Linked DNA regions of Hordeum vulgare: region 2 is linked to region 1. Evidence: chromatin contacts called from public Hi-C data. All regions are on one chromosome and are shown on one strand. The core of a region is the stretch at or near the end of the contact, and the rest is flanking DNA. Distances in the headings are between cores, read along the strand shown. Region 1 has its middle 830 kb from the start of LOC123448551. Region 2 has its middle 1.0 Mb from the start of LOC123448551.

What was found. A called contact is a pair of places that touch in the nucleus more often than the background predicts.
Region 2: a contact with region 1 is called in a Hi-C map of seedling, with 1.9 times the contacts expected there. The contact joins two enhancer-like sites. A contact is called at or near these places in 1 of 6 Hi-C or Micro-C datasets (seedling) and 1 of 1 datasets of contacts at active chromatin or transcription factors (embryo).

The regions. Positions count from the first base shown.
Region 1 is chr4H:313,599,694-313,605,927 of MorexV3_pseudomolecules_assembly, forward strand. No RefSeq gene overlaps it. Among protein-coding and RNA genes, the nearest start is that of LOC123448551, 830 kb to the left of the region's middle. Within about 2 kb of position 3,313, at least 3 of the 3 cell types and tissues checked have open chromatin away from gene starts, as enhancers often do. A contact at or near this core is called in seedling, where this site is marked.
Region 2 is chr4H:313,784,120-313,789,812 of MorexV3_pseudomolecules_assembly, forward strand. No RefSeq gene overlaps it. Among protein-coding and RNA genes, the nearest start is that of LOC123448551, 1.0 Mb to the left of the region's middle. Within about 2 kb of position 2,037, at least 3 of the 3 cell types and tissues checked have open chromatin away from gene starts, as enhancers often do. A contact at or near this core is called in seedling, where this site is marked.

The DNA of each region.
Region 1 (6,234 bases), core at 2,063-4,562:
AAATGGACATGCATCATATTTGGTTGTGCATTATATCGTGCATGTGTCGTGGTAAATATCGTGTGTTGATTATTGTTTCTAGTTTGCTTCGTCTCGATAGAGTTTCGCAAGTGTGTCGGAATGTGAGGATCCGTTCGACTATGTCGGTTCGTCTGCTTCACGGATTCGTTCTTCTTCCAAGCGGGATCACGGGAAAGATGATCATTTCCCTAGATACCACTACTATCATCGCCATGCTAGTTGTCTTGTTCCTTTCGCTATGTCTCACTGCCTACCACCTGTTAAATATCAGCCTCGCAACACTGCCATGAAAACCTTCAACCTGTTCACAACCTAGCAAACCACCATTTCGCTATGTTACCGCTTGCTTAACCATGTGTTAGCGTTGCTAGTTGCAAGTGAAGTTGCTTCCATGTGATAACATGGGTTCCTTGTTATATCACCATAATATTGCTATGTTTGGTAAAAAGTGGAAGGCTCGGCTTTCTAGCCTGGTGTTTTGTTCCATCTTTGCCGCCCTAGTGTCGGCTACCAGTGTTATATTCCATAATTGAGCGCTCCTAACACGCTCGGGGTTGTTAATGGGACCGCCTTGATAATTCATCTTAGATTAAAACTGGTCTGGCAAGGCCCAACTTTGGTACTACATTTGCCTAATAACTAATAAACTTGCATAGGGACCAGTCGACCCCCGTAAATAATTAATCAACCTCCGGGCCAGTGCTCCTCTTGAGTGTTTTTGTCCAAGCTGAGCGATGTCCGGCTCCCCCTGGTCACCTCGGGTTTTAGCCAACACGACGTCTAGCTCATCCGGTCATGTTGTGAGAACGAGATACGCAGCTCCTATCAGGTCTGTTGGCACGCCGGGCGGCCTTGCTGGATTAGTTTTACCTTTTATGAAATATCTTGAGCATCGGAATTCCGGTGATGCTTTGGGTTATCTGAGCATTGAGGTTTTCCATTAAGGAATCCAACAAGATCATGAGTTTCGTGGTCGAGGCTTTCTATGCAACTTGTGTTAATTTCTGATGGACAAGTTGGAGCACCCCTGCAGGGTTAAATCTTTCGGAAAGTTGTGCCCGTAGTTATCTGGAAACGTGGAAACTTTGTTTAACATCCGGTTCTAGATAACTTCAAGTTAACTTAATTAAAAATTTCCAACAGAGTGCCTAACCGTGATTGTCTCTTCTTGTGAGTTCTGTATCCGGAAGAGGACACGATGGGGTTATGTCTGACATAAGTAGGTGTTCAAGATCATTCATTTGATCATCAATAGTTCACGTCCATTATGCGTAGATCATCCCAATTTTAATCTTGTACTCGAAAGTTAGCCACCTCAAATAAATGCTTAGTCGGTTGCTGCAGCCTCACCACTTAACCATACCTCACCCATTAAGCTTTGCTAGTCTGGATATCTTTGAAAATGAGATTGCTGACTCCCTGTGACTCACAGATTACTATAACAACACTTGGAGGTACAGGTAAAGCGATACTTTGACGTGAGCGCGATGCTTGTTCTATTTGGGGTTTCTTCTTTTTCTTCTTCATCGATCTAGGATGGGTTCTAGGCCGGCAGCCTCGGATAAGAAGGATGGACGTTGTTCTTCTATCGTTTTTTTTTCGTCCGTAGTCGGACCCTGCTCTTCTACATGATGACTATATATTACTGTATTGATGTGATCTTGATGTAGTTTGTGGCGAGTGTAAGCCAACTCCTTATACTCAAATTTTCAGTACATGTACTTGTAATGATATCCATTCTTGCAAAACAACGAGATGCATTTCTATCCCTGTCGAGGCCCTTGCACCAAAATAAGAATAGGATCGCATCTTGGGCGTTATATGGTGAGACCTCCTTATATTGATCTTGAATTTGAAAGATTTTATTTTTCTCTACTTCTTCTTAAGTGCAGGATTCACTCGACGGAAAGCACATATACGCTTCAGTACAACATCATATGCATCCGCTAGCTTTTTCTCTAATTAGCTTTACGTGCATACATGTCGAGGTAGCTCACGCACTACATATATACACATTAGTTTATTCCCATATTGCATGCATGTTAGGATTATATATACAGACGCATACTTTTCGGAATCAAAGTCTACATCGCAAAATAACATGTTGTATACGTGTATTTTTAAGTGCACGTATACCGGTTCTCTGGCCGGCGTGTATTTATACGTTTACGGATACCCGCATACACGGCTAACAACTCTACAGATACATGAAGAGTCACTCATTCGGCCAGGAAGCCAGCCCACCTGCAGCCAGCCAGGTATGTACAGCTGATAAGTTCTTTTGTTCACAGGCGTGTACATCAAGAAAAGAGGAGATAAGCGAAGTAGCAACTTCCTAGACTGGCGTACTGCCGTTCTCTCCGCCCCCTTGGGAGTCCCTCCTCCTTCCTCCCCATCCGGCCTCCATCTCCCTCGCCGCCGGCGGCCATGGTGGCCGGCATTGGGTGGGGTCGTGGTTTGGATTCTAGTTGTAGTTTTCTTCTTGACAAATAAAGTGACGCCCAGAACTGGAGGTCTCTTCCGTGAGGCATGTTCTTCTCTCCCTTGGGGCCATGCTGATGGTAAAGAGGCGGAGAGAAGGTTCACCTCCGATGAGGGATTCTTTGAAGGCGTCTCACTGCCGTTTCCATGGCGAAGTTTAGGTCCGTCCGGCTTCACTCCCACTTCTTCCCAAATTTCTTGCTGGAATAATCCGGTTTATGGATTCTGCAAGAGGAGCCTTTGATCATCCTCAACTTTGATTGCCACCATGGTGGCGGATAAGATGAAGAGGACGAGGGAGATGGAAGCTGCTGATGAGGTTGGTGTTATCCATCGATGGTTATCGTGTCAGGGCTACGGCGTCCGCCGGCTGCCGACCTTCAGCACACCAGCATCGACTCTTTTGGCCGAACGGCGGCCGCTCTTATTCCTTCTGGCCTTGATGCCTAAGGGGAGGCTGTGCAGCTCTGACCCGGTGTTCATGGTCTTGTTCTCACTCGCGCCCCGCTGTCGGAACAGGAGCAATGGAGGTCCCGTCATCACAAGTGGTGTAGTCCCCGGAGATGGCGAGATTGCAACCGTGAAGGAGTTGGTTTGGACCCGATTGCGTTTTCTATTCTCTGTTGGGGGTCCTCTCTGCAAAAGTCAGGGACTTAGTTGTGTTTTAGGTTTTCTTGTGGGTCCTGTTGTAAAATGTTCGATCATGCTTATCTAATGGAAAATTCTAGGTCCTTTGGGACCCTACCTCTGTTCAAAAAAAGAGGAGACAAGCACAACCAATACCAGTATGGAAATCACGCATAGCAAACCGGCCGGCTGGATAAGATCTCCCGCTGTAACGACTGCCTAAGATCACGCACGCGGATGCCATCCATTCCTCCTCCTCCTCCTGCCTATATATAGAGGCACAAGGCCATTCGAACAAGGGGGCACGCCCAAGCAGGAGATCCATACAACAACCCATGCACCCATCCATCCAATAACCCACGAAAACACATCCTGACGTTGCACACACCTCCATCCATCCCAACACTCACATTCATCCATCCACGCATAGCACATCCATCAAGGAACAACCGAAGGCCGGCAAGAGACAGGAGCACCCTACGCCCGGTGTAAGATGGATGGATCTCACATCAGGAGTGGCTAGGGTTTGTGGCGACATGGCGTGTGGAGATTGCTCGCTCCCTGAAGGCACGTTCATCGTGTGCTTACAGGCAGAGGAATACAACTAAGACAGGTTCGACCTGAGCCGCCGTCCGAGTCGCTAAGTGCTTACACACGTGTCAAGGGCTATTTATCTATAGTTCCACTCTGGGCTGGAGTTCCACTTGGGCCGCGCCACCTTTCGAATGGGCCTTCGTCTTGGGTCGGCTTGGGTCTTGGCGTGTGATATACCCTCCTCCTGGCTCGATTCCTTCCCGACATCTTTAGATATGCCTAAGGTCGATCCTTCCTTCAGTTCGTCAGGTGGTAGCTCGTCCTCTGCATCAGTGTCGCTGACATTCACCCGTCCTTGAGAATCGTCTTGTCCCCAAGCCGGTGCACGGGGAAACTTTTGCCTTAAGAATTCCAAATCTTCCCATGTAGTAGCATCATCAGAAGATTCAGACCAACGGACTAGCACCTGAGCCACCATCTTGTCACCTCTGCAGCACACTCTCCTCTGCAGAATCTGAAGAGGAACTTGTAATGCCAAATCTTCCCATGTAGTAGCATCATCAGAAGATTCAGACCAACGGACTAGCACCTGAGCCACCATCTTGTCACCTCTGCAACACACTCTCCTCTGCAGAATCTGAAGAGGAACTTGTAATGCCACATGAGGAGAAGGTAAACCTTTCTCAGCACTGATTGCATGGGGAACAAAACGTTTGAGCTATGAAACATGAAATACTAGATGAATTCGACTGCCTTCTGGAAGGTCCAATTTGGAGGCCACTTCTCCAATCTTGTCCACAATCAGGAAGGGTCCAAAGAATTGAAATGCCAAGTTGTGATTTTGCCTAGAATAAACAGAATTCTGACCATAAGGTTGCAACTTAAGGAACACAGAATCAACAATATGAAATGACCTCTCAGTTATTTTCTTGTCAGCTTGATTTTCATCCTCTGCTGAGCCCTAAGCAAGTGTTGCCTAACTGTTTTAGTTACCAACTGTGTTGAATGCATCCAGTCCTGTAATTCCATTGGGTCAATAGTATCTGTCTCGCTAATACCAAAGTATCTAGGAGTGTAACCATACAAGACTTCAAAAGGAGACTTCCCCAAAGCAGAATGCCAGTTGGAATTATACCAAAATTCACACCGTGATAACCATTTACTCCATTTATAGGGCTGAGCACTCATAAAACACCTAAGATAGCATTCAATCTGTTGGTTAACCCTTTCTGTTTGCCCATCAGTTTCAGAATGATTTGATGTGCTCATGTTCAATTGAGTACCAGTTTTATTGATCAATAATTTCGAAAACTGGCGAGTGAACAGAGGGTCCTTATCAGAAATAATCACCTTGGGCATTTCATGTAGTTTGTAAACATTATCCAGGAAAACTTAAGCAACTTTCTAGGCATTGAAGGGGTGCTTCAAAGCTATAAAATGCCCATATTTTTGTCAATTTATCAATAACTACCAGGATGCAGTTGTACTGAGAAGAAGAGGGAAGCCCACCAATAAAATCCATGGAAATAATATCCCAAGCAGTTTTTGGAACAGGCATTGGAGAAAGCAAACCAGGATATGGCACCCTTTTCTGGTTTTGCCTTCTGACAAATCAAGCAAAACTTTACTTTAAGTAAAATGGACCTCTTCATACGAGCCCAAGAAAAGAGTGAATGGATCCTCTTGTAAGTTACTGGCAACCCTGAGTGACCACCCATAGGGCTCTCGTGAAAAGCTACAAAAATATTTTGATGCAATTCAGGATCAGGTCCTATCCAAATACTCTCCTTATACTTCACGAGCTCATTGACCACTGTATATGGTGGCTTGCAAGCTGGTGCTATAGCCAATTGTTGCAGAAGAATCCTTGCTTTCTCATACTGTTCATAACTAGCTATAATATCAGCCATCCAAGTTGGTTGATTACTTATTACAAAGAACAGCTGAGATCCATCAGAAGGCCTCCTAGACAAAGCATCAGCTGTACTGTTCTCTTTTCCCTGTTTATACTAAATCTGATAATTCAATCCCAAGAGCTTTGTCGACAACTTCTATTCCCAGATAGTATGTAATCTCTGATCCTGCAGATGAGCCAAACTTCTTTGATCTGTCTTGAGGAAAAACTATTGCACTTGCAAATAAGGTATCCACTTGTCAACTGCCAATAGGATGGCCAAGTACTCCTTCTCAAAAACTAACAGAGCTCTATTCTTTGGACCTGGTGTTTTACTGACAAAAGCCAAAGGATGACCCTGCTGCATCAGTACTACACCAATAGCATACTCACAAGCATCAGTTTCTTTCACAAAAGTTTTTGTGAAATCAGGTAAGCCGAAAACAGGAGCAGACACCAAGGCTTGTTTGAGTGTAACAAAAGCCTCTTCTGTGATACTAGTCCACACAAAACGAATACCCTTCTTCAACAATTCAGTCACTGGCCTAGCAATAATACCATAATGCTCAATAAACTTCCTGCAGTACCCACTTAGGCCAAATAATCCCCTAACTTCCTTGACATTCTTTGGAACAGGCCAATTTTGAACTCCTAAAATTTTGTCACGATCAATGGAA
Region 2 (5,693 bases), core at 787-3,286, 180 kb after region 1:
CGAGACATAATGAAAGAAATGAGACAACTAGCATGGCATTGGTAGTAATGGTATCTAGGGAAATGGTCATCTTGCATGTGATCCTTCTTGGAAGAAGAACGAAACTGTGAAGCAGACGAACCAACGTAGTCGAACGATACTCACAATCCGAAGCGGATCGGAACTCTATCAAGAAGAAGCAAACTGGAAACAAGAATCAGCACACGATATTCACCAAGGCACATGCACGATCTGATGCACAACCTAATATGTCCATTTCAATTATGCAAGGCATGGCATGACGATTCACAACATAAAACACTACACATTAAGTGAAGCTCAATATGCAACGAGTTGCATATTGACGAAACTCCACATTCGGATTATTTAGTTCTCTCCCGTTTAGGTACACAACTATTTTAAAATGTTGTTAACATCGCAAGAGGTGAAGCATGTGATTCTACACGTGATTCTAGTCGGTTACACATATAGCTCATCTCCAACGGAGTTACGGCCTACAAGATACGAGCAACGCAAGATATTATGCCATGAATGCAACATGCATGCAATTTTATTAAACACTGGCAAGAAGGATATGAAGCATGTGTCGCCATGGCAAATGAAAGGGAACCATGGCAGCGAAACGGAAATGATGCCACGACAACGTTCCTGTCTTGATAACTCGATGAGATACCGGTGCCAACGATTGGGAACGTGTGTGTGTCATGCCAAAGAATGATGGGGTGGTCCCGGTTACCGGGTTCCCATGTGTCGGGGGCACGCAATAGAGGGTCAACATGCAACTAGTATGGCATCTACCAAACGGACAACATTGCCTCTCATACAACAATGCTTTCATCCATGGGTATCGTCTCAGCGGTATACCTTTGAAGCGTGCCTCTCGAAGCGGATCAAGTTGTAGCGGTGTAGTTGTACATGAGTCGTCGTGGATGTCATGGAAATATTCGTACTACCGATCTTGTCGACGGTAGTCGTACACTTCGCGTAGTGTACTCGAGCGTATCGAAGGCGGTGGTACTTGTACACGGGTTGGAGAGGGACTTGGCGAATCCCCGTAGTCGAACATGTTCGTAGATGATCAGATAGTCTGCAACTGGGGGTACTATGCGGCTTCCGGGTCTACGGTGTAGTCGAACCAAGACAAGGCAACACAAGGCCTCGATGGTGCGACTTCTCACGGCCATTAGACTCAGGCGAACCAACAACAGCAGTTGGCGATGCAACAGAAAGCAGGTGTGCGCGCGGAGGTGTCAAAGGCGTAGCAGCAACAGCAAAGGAGTTGCGGTTGAGGAGAAGTCGGTCGGGCCTTGTCGTTTGGTGGGCTGCACGAGGCCTCCCTAAGCTGTCCCAGGCAGAGGCCGACGCACCGGGCGCTGGTGCCTCCTCGCTCCCGAGCGGGACGAGGCCATGGCGGCACCGGCTGCCAACACGGACGGCGGGCAATGGCGCAGCCTCGGGGACGACGCAGGAAGGCGGATCCGGCGGCGGGCGAAGCAGGGAGACGGAGGCCGCAAGATCCCGTCGACGAGGAGGTCCCTAGCAAAGCTCAGATCGGCAGCCAAACCATGGTGGACAGGGAGCTCCACGGCTCTGGCGGCGCGACATCTTGGGGGAAGTGGAGGCGATGCAACGCGGAGATGGGGCAGCGAGGCGCACGGGCGCGGGCTTGACCTCCGGCGAGCTCGTCGGGCTGGCTAGGACGACGGCAGGGCGGCGAGGCGGGTTCGGCTGGCCAGAAGGAGGCGAGACGGCCAGCGGCTTCAGCACCATAGCATGACGGCGCTAAATGGCGACTATAGGGAGCCCTCGGGCGCAGAGTTGGCCATCTTTGGCGGGGCAGCAGAGGGTCCCTAGCATTCAGCTCTAGCAAGGGGCGGATGCAGGGGACGAGCGGTCATGAGAGGAGCTCGGGAGAAGCCCCAGTGTCGCGAGCATGGGGAGGTAGAAACTGGAAGATTTTTGGATCAGGAGCTCAGGCATTTGGTTGGTTCGGCAATGTACACGAGGCTGGATTGGACTGGGGAAAAAATAGGTGGCGGCGAGCTGGATGGGACACGGCTAGGGTTTGGTCTAGGGTTAGCTCTAGGTGGACTACATTCGTATAGGTGAATTGGTTAGGGTTTTTTTTTGGTCTTTCTGATTGTCATCCGATGGTCGAGAAATATAGGCTAGGGTAGACCAAAGAAAAAACAAAGATGTTGGGGTAAAACAAAGTTGATCCGGACCCATCGGTCACTATCACCGGGTTCAGGTTCGGGGAAAGTTTCCGAACTAGGTTGTGGGCAGGTTGAGTACACTGTGCACAAGGGCTAGACGGAGATGAGAGAGAAAATGGGCAACCCAGCAACACAGTTTAAAACAACAAAAAACGTCTAACAATGGGCCGACTATAGTGACACTATAGGTTTAACGGTTCGCGTATCAAACGAACCCCGATTGCGACAAAATTCGGCACGCGGTCTACCTACATTAAAACAAGATCGCACGCCAAGTTTCAACCCAATTCGAGAATGTTTTATACAGACTTTTAAAAACAAGATTTAAATTGTGTCTTGGGCGCGTGCATGTGTGGTTGGTCTTGAAAAGTTCAATGATAAAACGAAGAGAACCGGCAACTAATAACGGATGCTAGTTTTGAAAACTGGCGGCAATGGAGTGCCAATGCAATGTGGATGATGCGCATGATGCAGTGATGAATGCAACAGCCAAACGAATCACACGACGAGAAGGGAATAAAAGGGGAATCTTCTAGAGCGTCGGTCTCGGGCTGTTACATTTTCCTTTAGGTTTTTATTTGAAAATAGTGCCTTATTTTAATAAAAGGGTTTTATTTTTACTCTTCTAAAAATACCTAGTTTATTTTTGTAAATTGGTGCAAGATTTTAGAAGCCCAAATATAGTTTTATCTTCTTCAAAACTTTTTTCCTTGTAGCCTTGTGAATTAATCAAGCAATCTGTTGCTTTTATTTGCAAAACCTTTTACACGCAGAGAGAGAGAGAGTGGTCGGCCCAACATTGTTGGAACCGGCCCAGGTCCACCATCGCGTCCCTTCTTCCTCCTTTCGACGTCACGCGTTGTATGAACCACAACTCCACCACCGATCCCACATTGGCCTCGATCATACGGCCAACAGAGCCCCCCCCCCCCCCCGTCCGACCTATTTAACCATGTCGTGCGCCTAGGGTTCCTCCTCGCCCATTCTCCCTCCTCCTCTTCCCCTAGCGCCGTCGGGGCAAGCTCCAAGCATCACCATCATCGCCATGGCCGCCTCCTGCTCAAGCTCGTCGTCGGCGTAGGCGTCGCCCCCTTCTTCCCCAGCTGCACCCGGAGGATGCAGACGCCAAGAGGGATCCATTCCCGTGGAGATCGGGCGCCGAGAGCTGCTACCTCGACATCCATGACGTCCGGCTCTTCGGCACCTCTCGAGAACACCTTCTGCAGCAGACCATGGACGCATCGTTCCCCCTTCATCAGAGCACCTCTTCTCCACCCCTCGGTGAGCAACACCCTACTCCCCTTGTCCTCTCTCCCTGTAGCCTCACCGTTGCCACATGGCACGTCGCCGCTGTTTTATCACGGAGCAGAGCAAGCAGCAGCAGCAGCAGCGCCTCACAGTAGCTGCAGCAGCAGCGCCTCGCCGTAGCAGCAGCAGTAGTGCTCGAGCGTGAAACCTCCGCTAGTAGTTTCCCTATGTTCTGACATGCGTGTGCGTGCCTGTATGTGCACCGGTGAGTTGTCGCCGACGACTCTCTGCTCTATCACGGAAGGCGCCCCTTTTAGCTAGACATGTGGGGTGGATCTCCTCTCTGTGAAGATCCAGTAGCATAGCCTGACTGGTAGGGAGAGCGTGGCGTAACCGAGAGGTTGATAGTTCGACACCCCCCCCCCCCCCCCGCGCGTGTAGTGGTTTTTATTATTGCGTTTGTCTGTGTTGCGGTAGGTTGTAGAACAGAATTTACTCTGGTTAACTTCCCTGTTCTAGCACCAATCCCGTACCTAGCCGAGCGGTGTGGCGCACTTTAGTGGCATATGCTATATGCCTCCCCTGTTAGTTCAGCTAAGACAGTGTAGCCTAGTGGTAGAGAGTGATGTTGTGTGCAGGGAGGTGGTGTGTTCGAGTTCCACTCATCCCATGTTAGTTTGATGTGCATTTTGCTAGTTGTTGTATCTGTGCCATTGACAGTGGGCCACAGGGTCCACCTGTCATGCACTAGCACCACTCGTGCCTATGACTAGTGGCCAACCTGTTAAATTGTGTTTTTTATTGTTTGTGGTGTATTTTCCATATCTGGAATATTCTAGAAGAGGAATATGCCAAATCTGGCACATGCAAGTTCAACCTTTGTTTTGTTGGAAATATGCCCTAGAGGTAATAATAAATTAGTTATTATTGTATTTCTTTGTTCATGATAATCGTTTATTATCCATGCTATAATTGTATTGATTGGAAACACAAATACATGTGTTGATACATAGACAACACACTGTCCCTAGTGAGCCTCTAGTTGACTAGTTCGTTGATCAAAGATGGTCAAGGTTTCCTGGCCATAGGCAAGTGTTGTCACTTGATAACGGGGTCACATCATTAGGAGAATCATGTGATGGACAAGACCCAAATTATGAACATAACATGTGATCGTGTCATTGCCGGAAGTGTACCGGGAGTGACGAATGGGTTCCGAGGGCCTAGTGGGTGGGCCCACCACGCCCCAAGGGGTCCGCGTGGGTTTATTGGATGTACAATAAGGTATAATGGGGTGAGAAAGTCATCCAAGGAAAGCCCATGAGGAAAAAGTGGAAAATCCAAAAGAGGTGGGAAAATAAGGAGGGAGTCCTAATCCAAGTGGGATCGGAGAAGGACTCCTCCCTTCCCCAAGTCGGCCGACGCAAGGAGGCCTTCTTGGCCGGCGCCCTAAGGGCCCCACCCCTTGGATCCTCCTATATATACTTGAGATTTAGGGCTATTTGAGACACAACTTTTCCATGTGCAATTCTAACCTACACCTCGTAGTTCTTCCTCTAGATTAGATTTCTGCGGAGCTCGGGCGGATCCCTGCAGGAATAGATCATCACCAACACCGGCGCGTCGTCACGTTTCCGGAGAACTCATCTACTTCTCCGTCTCTCTTGCTTTATCAAGAAGGATGAGATCGTCATCGAGCTGTACGTGTGTTGAACGTGGAGGTGTTGTCCGTTCGGCACTAAATCGGAACGGATCGTGGGACGACGGTGATTTAAATCACGAAGTTGTACCACTACATCAACCACGTTTCTTAACGCTTCCCGCTTAGCGATCTACAAGGGTACGTAGATCTAATCTTCTCTCGTAGATGAACATCACCATGATAGGTCTTCGTGTGCATAGGAAATTTTTTGTTTCCCATGCAACGTTCCCCAACAGTGGCATCATGAGCTAGGTTCATGCGTAGATGTTATCTCGAGTAGAACACAAAAGGTTTTGTGGGCGTTGATGTTCGATTTGCTGCCCTCCTTAGTCTTTTCTCGATTCAGCGGTATTGTTGTATTGAAGTGGCCTGGACCGACATTACTCATACGCTTACGAGAGACTGGTTTCATCGACTAACATGCAAATCGTTGTATAAAGATGACTGGCAGGTTCTTGTTTCTTCAACTTTAGTTGAATTGGATTTGACCGAGGCGGTCCTTGGAGAGAGGTTAAATAGCAATTTGC